3 separate regions of the Mus musculus genome follow, and regions 1 and 2 are each linked to region 3. The links are chromatin contacts, called in public HiChIP or PLAC-seq maps. All regions are on one chromosome and are shown on one strand. Each heading gives the region's core, a stretch centred on a gene start, on an enhancer-like site or on the middle of the called end of the contact. The rest is flanking DNA. Distances are from core to core; before and after follow the strand shown.

Evidence for each region. HiChIP or PLAC-seq counts read pairs in DNA pulled down with a chosen protein or histone mark.
Region 1: an HNF4G HiChIP or PLAC-seq map of pancreatic cancer cells shows a contact between it and region 3. The contact joins two enhancer-like sites. A contact is called at or near these places in 1 of 15 datasets of contacts at CTCF or cohesin (the NIH/3T3 cell line) and 1 of 115 datasets of contacts at active chromatin or transcription factors (pancreatic cancer cells).
Region 2: a contact with region 3 is called in a FOXA1 HiChIP or PLAC-seq map of pancreatic cancer cells. The contact joins two enhancer-like sites. A contact is called at or near these places in 2 of 484 Hi-C or Micro-C datasets (embryonic stem cells and ventricular fibroblasts), 3 of 115 datasets of contacts at active chromatin or transcription factors (the NIH/3T3 cell line, embryonic stem cells and pancreatic cancer cells) and 1 of 9 other capture datasets (embryonic stem cells).

Annotation. Positions count from the first base shown.
Region 1 is chr17:75,249,491-75,252,335 of GRCm38.p6, forward strand. All of the region lies in intron 8 of Ltbp1 (latent transforming growth factor beta binding protein 1), which reads left to right. Among named protein-coding and RNA genes, the nearest start is that of Rasgrp3, 180 kb to the right of the region's middle. Within about 2 kb of position 1,356, at least 38 of the 459 cell types and tissues checked have an H3K27ac peak or open chromatin away from gene starts, as enhancers often do. A contact at or near this core is called in the NIH/3T3 cell line and pancreatic cancer cells, where this site is marked.
Region 2 is chr17:74,818,169-74,821,032 of GRCm38.p6, forward strand. The region is part of intron 13 of Ttc27 (tetratricopeptide repeat domain 27); the gene reads left to right. Among named protein-coding and RNA genes, the nearest start is that of Ttc27, 100 kb to the left of the region's middle. Within about 2 kb of position 1,278, at least 48 of the 459 cell types and tissues checked have an H3K27ac peak or open chromatin away from gene starts, as enhancers often do. A contact at or near this core is called in pancreatic cancer cells, where this site is marked.
Region 3 is chr17:75,055,108-75,057,859 of GRCm38.p6, forward strand. All of the region lies in intron 2 of Ltbp1 (latent transforming growth factor beta binding protein 1), which reads left to right. Among named protein-coding and RNA genes, the nearest start is that of Ltbp1, 51 kb to the left of the region's middle. Within about 2 kb of position 1,459, at least 45 of the 459 cell types and tissues checked have an H3K27ac peak or open chromatin away from gene starts, as enhancers often do. A contact at or near this core is called in the NIH/3T3 cell line and pancreatic cancer cells, where this site is marked.

The DNA.
Region 1 (2,845 bases), core at 106-2,605, 190 kb after region 3:
ACTTGAGCTACACATTTCATTCTGCTGCAGATCTCCTTCATACAAAGAAGCTCAGATGGGGAATTGATTGCTTACAGATCTGCGAAAAAAGAATGTGTAATTATTGAACCTAATATGTGGCCCCTTTTTCTTAAGTCTGCTTTGCACTGCCCCAGTCCCTAGTGCCAACACGCTGTGATTAGCCCTCAGAGTGTTTTACAGAAACTGTTACTTGAATAAATCCAGGTTTACATCAATCCATTGCCCTCTTCTCTACAAAAGATGATAGCTCTGTCTTTGAATGTAGTCTTAACTCTGACAGATTTCAAAGAAACACATTTTAGAAAGGCAGTACTAACTTGTTTCAGGGTGAGTTTTATTAAACTTCTGTTCTTCCCCCCCCCCCAACTGACTTTTTCTTCCTTTTTTTCTTCTCAGTCATCAGTTTCATAAAGCTTTTATAAAGACTTTTATAATTGTCTCTCCCTCTCATCTTAAAGGGACATCTCATTTGCTACAGTCAGATGATGTTTATTTATCGACTGAATTGATACTCTTGCTTGTCTTTAAAACCCTTTTAAGTATTTTTATTTTATATATATGCATGTTTTGCTTGCATGCTTATATGTGTATCCCATTTGTGCCTGGTACCCACAGAGTTCAGAAGAAAGTGTCAAATCCCCTAGAAGTAGAGTTATGTATGGCATGAGCCACCGTGTAGATGCTGGAAACTGAGCAACAAGTGCTCTTAACTACTGAGCCATCTCTCCAACTTCTCACTTGCCCTTTAAACCTTTTTGTTTAACCTAAAAAACCTACTACTTGTCTTTTTAAAACTACTCTCCCAGCATGGTAATTTTCTGTAAACCACCTCTTCCTTTGTCTGCCCTTCTGATTCCTAGTTTCTCAAACATACAGGGTCTCTGATTACCTGAAGTATTCATTCAATTTGTTGACACTACTTAGCGTTTGTTAGAAATTCCTGCTAAAGTTTGTGAACATTGGTTCTTCCTTAAAGAGAGAAAAAAGTCCCATGAGATCCTCAGTAGTCAAAGAATGTCTCACATGGATTTTCCAAGGGGGCCGGATGATGGTTAGTTAGATGGATTTCCACGAAGCAGGCTGGTTGAATGATAACGATCCCACATTACTTAAAGACCTGTTTACCTAAATTATTTTGGTTCTCTGACTGAAGGGACCTCTGGGATACATTTGAAATTATTTGAAGAACTTGGTGTTTTAGAGTTGGGGTGACACAAACGTGACTGCCTCCCGCTGTCATTCGCTGTTGATTCTGATGAGTCATTAACCTGGAATCTGTATCTAAATGGCTAAAAGCACACTGCCATCTGCCCCATTCATTTGTCATGTGTGTTTGTCTAATGCTGTTGTGGTAGAGACATGTTTCCCCCTGTTAGGTCTAAGGATGGGGGTGAGAGAGGATCCTCCAACCTGCGTTCTGGTCTCCTTCTGTTTCTTTATATATTTTTCTTCTTCCCCTTTATTTTTCTTTTTCCATTTGTTGGCTGCTTTGTGCCTTTTCTCCAATCTTAGCTATTTCTATTTTTTTCTCTTTTCTAAATTCCAAAGGAGCCGAGAGTGACAGATGTTAGGAGTAAAGGGGTTCACATCATCTCCCCCCTTAATTCCTAAGGCTATTATTATTCCTGACCTCCAGCCATTTGTTTCTAGCATTGCATCATCTGGGCAGGAACCCACTGCTTTATATGGTGTTGTTAGCGCCACAGCTCAGTACTGACGATGACTTCAGCGGAATGGGAAAGTACAGAGTCGCCCTTTTTAACAAAAACGTTGGTGAAAATAAGCCCGTGGCTCATTTGATGTCTGAATTGAAGAGATGGCTTTGGTTTCAGAGTGGTAGGGATGAGGAGTGAGGTGAACTCTCACATCCTGGCATTTGCTGTGCTTATACTGTCTGAAGTGACTCACCAGCAAGCAGCACACTCAAGGTCACATTCTTCTTAAGATCTTTCCTTCCCTTGTTTGGCACTACTCTCTAAATGGTATTCATGCTGGAAGAGAGCAGACGGTCCTTGGCTTCTATATATGATGGTTGGGGTTCCATGACCTTGTTTAGTTTGTACTTTGTTTTGTTTTTCTCCAAATAGTTCAAACCTCAACTTTCACGTGGCTTTCATTTAATGAAGTTTTGTTTAGCCTCATGCAAAAACCTTTCATTGTCAATAATTTTCTTTTTGCTATTGAAAACTCAATTTTAAATCTACAAATTGTTTCATTAACTAGTTTATCATCTATTAGCGATGTGCTTAGTGTGAACAAGTCGATTGTCTCCTCAAAGTTTTAGAAGAAAATTGGCTTAGAATCCTAAGCAGAGGGAGACAAGGTCATCTGGTCTGGCTCCATGCCTTGAAGAGACTGCTGAATATGATCCTTTTGTCACTGAAGGACTCGCAACTGAGGTCCCGGTTTCTGTAGGCACCCACATTGGTGTCTTCATTGTAGGGGACAACACTGGACTTGAGGCCAATGGATGAATGAAGCAACTTCCACATGCCAATGTTTCCCCTGTTAGCCCACTGTTTCTTGAAACAAGTATCTGTAGGGGAATGCATCTTATGATGGGAATATTTAATAACGAATTAGAAGATAATACAAAGCAGTCTTAACGTTCAGTTAATACAGTAAAGGTTTCCTGTCAACTTCCTAGGAATACAGCTAGTGCAATAGGAAGCACACTGAGAACAAGCATGCAAGCATGAGGCGGAAGTCTCTGTTGGTACTCATAGCTTGTAAATGGTCAATCTATTGGTGTGGTAAATGGCACCACATCTAGCAGCTTCCGATCACAAGAACTTAAATCATAATGAATGCTTTTCTTCCCGCC
Region 2 (2,864 bases), core at 28-2,527, 240 kb before region 3:
GAAATTTGGGGGGTAGTGTAAGAGATGTATCTTTGGCAAGATCCTGAGCTGCATCTATAAGATCAGAAATACTTAGTTTTGATCTTCTTGTCCACTTGGTATTTCCTGGCTGACCAAAGGAAGATGGCTCTTATTGTTTGCTCCAGGGTCTCAAACTGAAAGCCCGCTCGGTTCGTTTCCCAACTGTAAGGTTATGTCTTATGAATATCTTGGACCTACAATCTTTAGACCAGTGTTTGCCCTTTCTACAGTGGCTACAATACCCTGGAAGCTTTTGTGTTTCATAGCAGCCAGAACCTCCTTATTCTTGTCTATGAATGCCATATTCTCCAGACTTAATGCACTTGCTATTTTGAGACCTGAATCTTTTATTTTTACAGTTTCTTGAAATGACCAAATTCATTACAAAGCACTGGGCATTTTGGTTCCTATAACATTGGCATGGTGCTCCTGAAGGCCAGCACCAATTGTCTCTCTTATCCATTTGTGTATTGGTGCTCCTTGTGCTTTCAATGGACTGACTGACCTCTTACATTTAATATTTGCATTTTCAAATGCCAAGATCTCTGTCAATGTACTCTCTGGTTTCAGGGTCTGATTTGGTCTGTTTATAGCTGAACCTGATCTGTAAGAAGTCAATAAAGGCTTCCCCAGGGCCATGTATTACCTTAGTGAATGAGATGGATTGTCCCCCTGGCTGCTCAGTCACATCCCAAGCTCTTAACGCAGCAACACAACATCGTCAATTATGACATCATCAGATCAGATTTGTACAAAGCCTGGGAAAGCTGAAAGTACCTGTGCAGCCCCAAGCACATGCTCTGGCAGTGCACTTGTCTGGATACTAACCTGTCCCTGTAGTGCCTCTTGCTCTTCCTCAACCCTTGTCTCATGGAGGTGCTCTGGGCACCTATAAGTCAAAGTGCATGGGCAGGGCAAGGTTGTCTTCTAGCCTAGTTTGCTTCCCTCTCTCATCGTGTGGTAAATTTCTGTCTCAGACACCAAGCCGAACAGTGGTGTTGTTCTCCTCTCACTGGCTCTTTTTGCTTTCCAAGCACTTCAGCCTCTGTCCACACACTCTAAGTGCATAGCCAACCGTGCAATCCTTTCTAACCCAAGAGAATTGACTGAGCCTTCTGAGTTTTCAGCTTTCCCCATAATCTTTTTCAAAATGGTATGCATGAAACCTATGAACCAAAACCAGAGAACCCCCTCCAGGAGCAAGGCAGGAAACAACCCAGTGGCAGTTTCTCTTATTTTGCCATCCTCCTTACACAACATTGCTAAGCCATCAAAACTTGCCTATTCCTCTATACAAGAAGTAGCAGAGTTACCCATTATGCCTAGGCCATGTTGAGTGCCACCTGTATTCTTAGATTTTTCAAAACCTACTTTAGTTGGGGTTCTTAAATATTTCAACCTCCCTTCTAGCCCACTGATCAGAGGTAGGGGATAAAAAAGAAGGTTAAAATAGCAAAAGAGAATTATAGACCTGTTTAGTAGTTCATTGAGGCAGTTCCACTCTTTGTTGTCAGGATACCAGCAGTCCAGTTCAGTAGCAAACACCAAACACAAATCAGTAGTGGTGACTCAGTCCAACATAAACAGCAAGGCTTAGCTGAATCAGGATGAGTCAGTAGAAGTGGCCAGAATCAGCCAGAATACCACAAGAGGTTCTTTGATGCATTTCTCTCTACAAAGCAAAGTCTAAAGAAGACCAGTGAAGAAGTGAAGTGTCACACAAATAACAATGCAAGAGCATATCTCTCTCACTGTCTGTGGGATTCTATTTATATTCTTTCTAGGCATCACGTGCTCTCTCAAGTGTTTGTTTTCAGTAAAATATCACAAGATAGCTTCCCAAAAAAGTCACGTGACATGACTGAGTTGTTAAAGAAACCAGAAATTTCTACTTCAGTAGTCCCTTAGCCAGGGCTGTGGATTCACTTTAAAGGGAGGAGACAGTGCTGTGTCTCCTAGAGGCAATGCTGCAAGTCCTGGTTACACATCAGACTTAAAAGACTTGGCAGGGAGAAGGCGGATATAAAACTTCTCAAGTGGTTCATATATTAACATGTTGAAGCAGTCTCATTTTGGATATCTAGAAATAAATATTATTAAACTTATAAAAAGTGTAGCCACCAGAGCAGGTAATGAAGCTAAGCTCTTTCTTACCCACCTGACAGCTCTGGGCTAAGTCGTAGTAATTTTGGAGCTTAAAGAATTCAGCTGTATTTTGAGGACTTGTGTGAAAGTTTTGAGGCATCTTGACTCATTTATTTAATATATATTGTATTGGTGCGTGTGTGCCGCGTGTGTGCTCGCGCAGTGTGTGTGTGTGTACGTGTACACCTGTACTCGAGCACACATGCATGTGTGACTGACTTAGCATGCATGTGGAGATCAGCAGACAACTTGCAGAAATTGGTTTTTTCTTTCATCTTTAGGTACATCCCTTGTCATGAGTATCAAGATGGCTAGCTTACAAAGCTGCCCGGCTATGCGGGCTGTGCGTCTAATAGGCTTGTAGACCTTAGATGTGTTTCCCCACAGCTGGATTTTTTTTTTTTTTTTTGACATGGGTTCTGGCCATCAAACTCAGGTTAGGTTGTCTGGTTTGTGGGATAAATGCTATTACTTGCTGAGCCATCTCACTGGCCCCATCAGTCATCATTGATAATGGGCATTTAAGTAATAATTTAAAAACAAAGTAAAAGACATGCTAAGCATTGTCCACAGTTCTTCAGATTCTAAAGACCTCCATTGAGAAAGAAAAAATAAAGACATTGTAGTGAGTCAGCTGATAGCAACTGGGAGACCCTGAAGTTTAAAGCTGAGAGCTTTGTATGAGTCCAGGGCCAAGA
Region 3 (2,752 bases), core at 209-2,708:
AACAATCCTGATCCAAAAATGCTTGCATTTGGATTTTTCTCTCCTGGATTTTGTTATATCTGCATATACAGAATGAAGTATCTTCTGGGTTGGAATTTACTTAAGCCTGATGTATATATTACATACATTGCCTGGAAGTTGTACTGTATGATATTTTTCATGTATCTCCGGTTTGAGCTAGCATATGGCATCAGATGTACTGTTCTCCTTATGGTATCTATCATGTTGGTACTTTAACAGTTTGGGATTTTAGAGCCGTGGTGTTTTAGAAGTGCTCATCTGTACAAAGCATGCTCGTTGAGTGAGGGAGGACTCAGAGAGTCCCTCTGGGCAATGAGTTTAACTCTGAGGTATTTGAGAAGTGGCTGAGTCAGTAGCGAAATTTCACCATTCTAACTCATGCTAGAATCTCTGAACACTCTAGAAACGTGTATCATTTTATAGTTTTGATTTTCAGTGGCTCTACACTAACCCTATTTGGTCAACCTTTTATGATTCCTGTGAAGTTTTTTGTTGGTGTGAATAACCCTGCTGAGGATAGCAGAACATATGTCTGGGCACAGTAATTTTTCTTTTACATTGTTAGGGCACATGCCTAGAAATGAGGGTATGAAATCCCTGAAACATGCTGCCAAGGCACTCTCTAAATGCATCTGCCAGGATGGCAGAGATGGCTCATCAGTAAAGTGCCTTGCTGGGCAAGCATGAGGAGCTAAGTTTGGATTCCCAGCATCCGTGGAGAAGCTGGGCACAGTGGCCCAGGTCTGTAATTTCAGTTCTGGGAATGGAGTGGGGATGACCCAGAAGCCAGACCCCTGGAGCTCATTGGCCTGACAGTTATTGGTAGCATCAGAAGAGACAAATTCATCCCAGCTAACTACCCATGTTAAATAACTACCCATGTTAGCTAACTACCCATGTTAGCTAACTACCCATGTTAGAGTAAATCCTATGGAATCTCCGTTCCTGCTAAGCTCAGGGTAGAGCTCACAGCACTGGGAGGCTGAGTGACACGAAGGCCTCAAACCCCAGAATGAGGCCCTGAGCAACTCTGCTTTGGAGACCTCTGATCCTGCATGTGGCCTTGGGTACTTGCATTCCTGGCAACTTACTCAGCCACCTACTTGGTGAAATTGTCGCTTTGCACGGCAAATCGTGTGGTTGGGTATTCAACGTCAAGAAAGGCTGTGAGATGTGCCAGTCTGATTCAGAGAGAGAGGTGGGGATGAGGCCAGCAGACCTACTACTGACACTGTGTGATACACACGGACACAATCTCATGTATTTCGAGTGGGTTTCCACATCGATGAAAACTCTATAAAGTCGACTCGGTGCTTGTTGAAATGTGAAATTCATCTTTCTAGAAGATTCAGTTATGTGGAATTCATTATGACTGGCTACGTCAGTCATTGGGAGGTTATGATGCTAGTCTTTTTCTCTTTAGGGATTGAGGAGTATGCTGACTCAGAGCTGTTTACAAGGAAATCACATTATTTATTTGGGTTTGGTACAGGAGAAGTTAGCTCAGTCGTCAACTTGTGAACTCACCGTACGATTCTCGTGTTCTGATATTCCTTCGTGTTGAATAACTTCAAAGGGCAGCTGGGCAGAGCCCTGAAGCCACACAGGGGGCAACTTCTCACCTGCTGCCTTAGATCATCGAAGACACAGCTCAGCTCACATTTCCACCCAGGACATATGTGGCAGACATGCTGCAACTTGTTTGGAGAGAAAGGCACGGGGCAGGGAGTCACAGTGAGCTGTGTGGGCTGGGGCAGGCTTTAAATATAACTAAGGGCTATGCTTTTAGATGAAAAGCAAAGGAGGCGGGGCTTCAGGCCATGGGTCACTTCCTAAAAATAAAGTCACTGAACTTTGAGAGAACTTTAGGATTATCTTTGTCAACCCCAGAGTAGCTGCCAGCGGAGAGAAATTTGAAACTGTTTACCATTTGGGCCCAAAATGGAGCATTGATCCAGTTTTGACGGATTCAAATGACAAATGTGCTTTTGCAAGGCCAGCCTGGGATGTGAGGATAGAGGGACTTTTGCAACCCACCCTGTTCGCCCAGATCTTGAAATGGTGACATTCTGCAAGCCTCAAGTTCATTTTGTCTTGGTGGCAATTTCTGCCAGCTGCAACAGACCCCACTTTATTATCATGACTTTATTTTGCTCCCAGTTGCCTTTTGTCTGATAATTAAAACATTGAGTTTTCTTGAAAAGTAGAAAAATACAAAAGGTTTAACATCTAGACATGTTAAAGCAGACATCTACACATCTATTACCAACAGTCAATATATGTCTCCTTATTACATTTGATACTTTTCTTTTAATTATGTGTATGTATGTATGTGTGTAGGTATGTTCACTCGAGTGCAGGAACCTTGGAGACCAGAGAGGGGTCAGACTCCTGGAACTAAAGTTACATGTGGTCGTGAGCTACGTGACGTAGGTGCTAGGGATGGAACTCAGGTCCTCTGTAAGAACACTATGTGCTTTAAATCCTGGCCTTTGCTCCAACACCTCATCTTTCTTTTTTTAAGAAAAACAATTTGAGTCAAGTATGATACACATCTGTAATAGTGATACACATTTGTAATAATGATGCACGTCTGTAATGATGGTGCACATCTGTAATGATATACATCTGTAATGATGGTGCACATCTGTAATGATGATGATGCCCATCTGTAATGATAATATACACCTGCAATAATATACATCTGTAAGGATGATACCTATCTGTAATG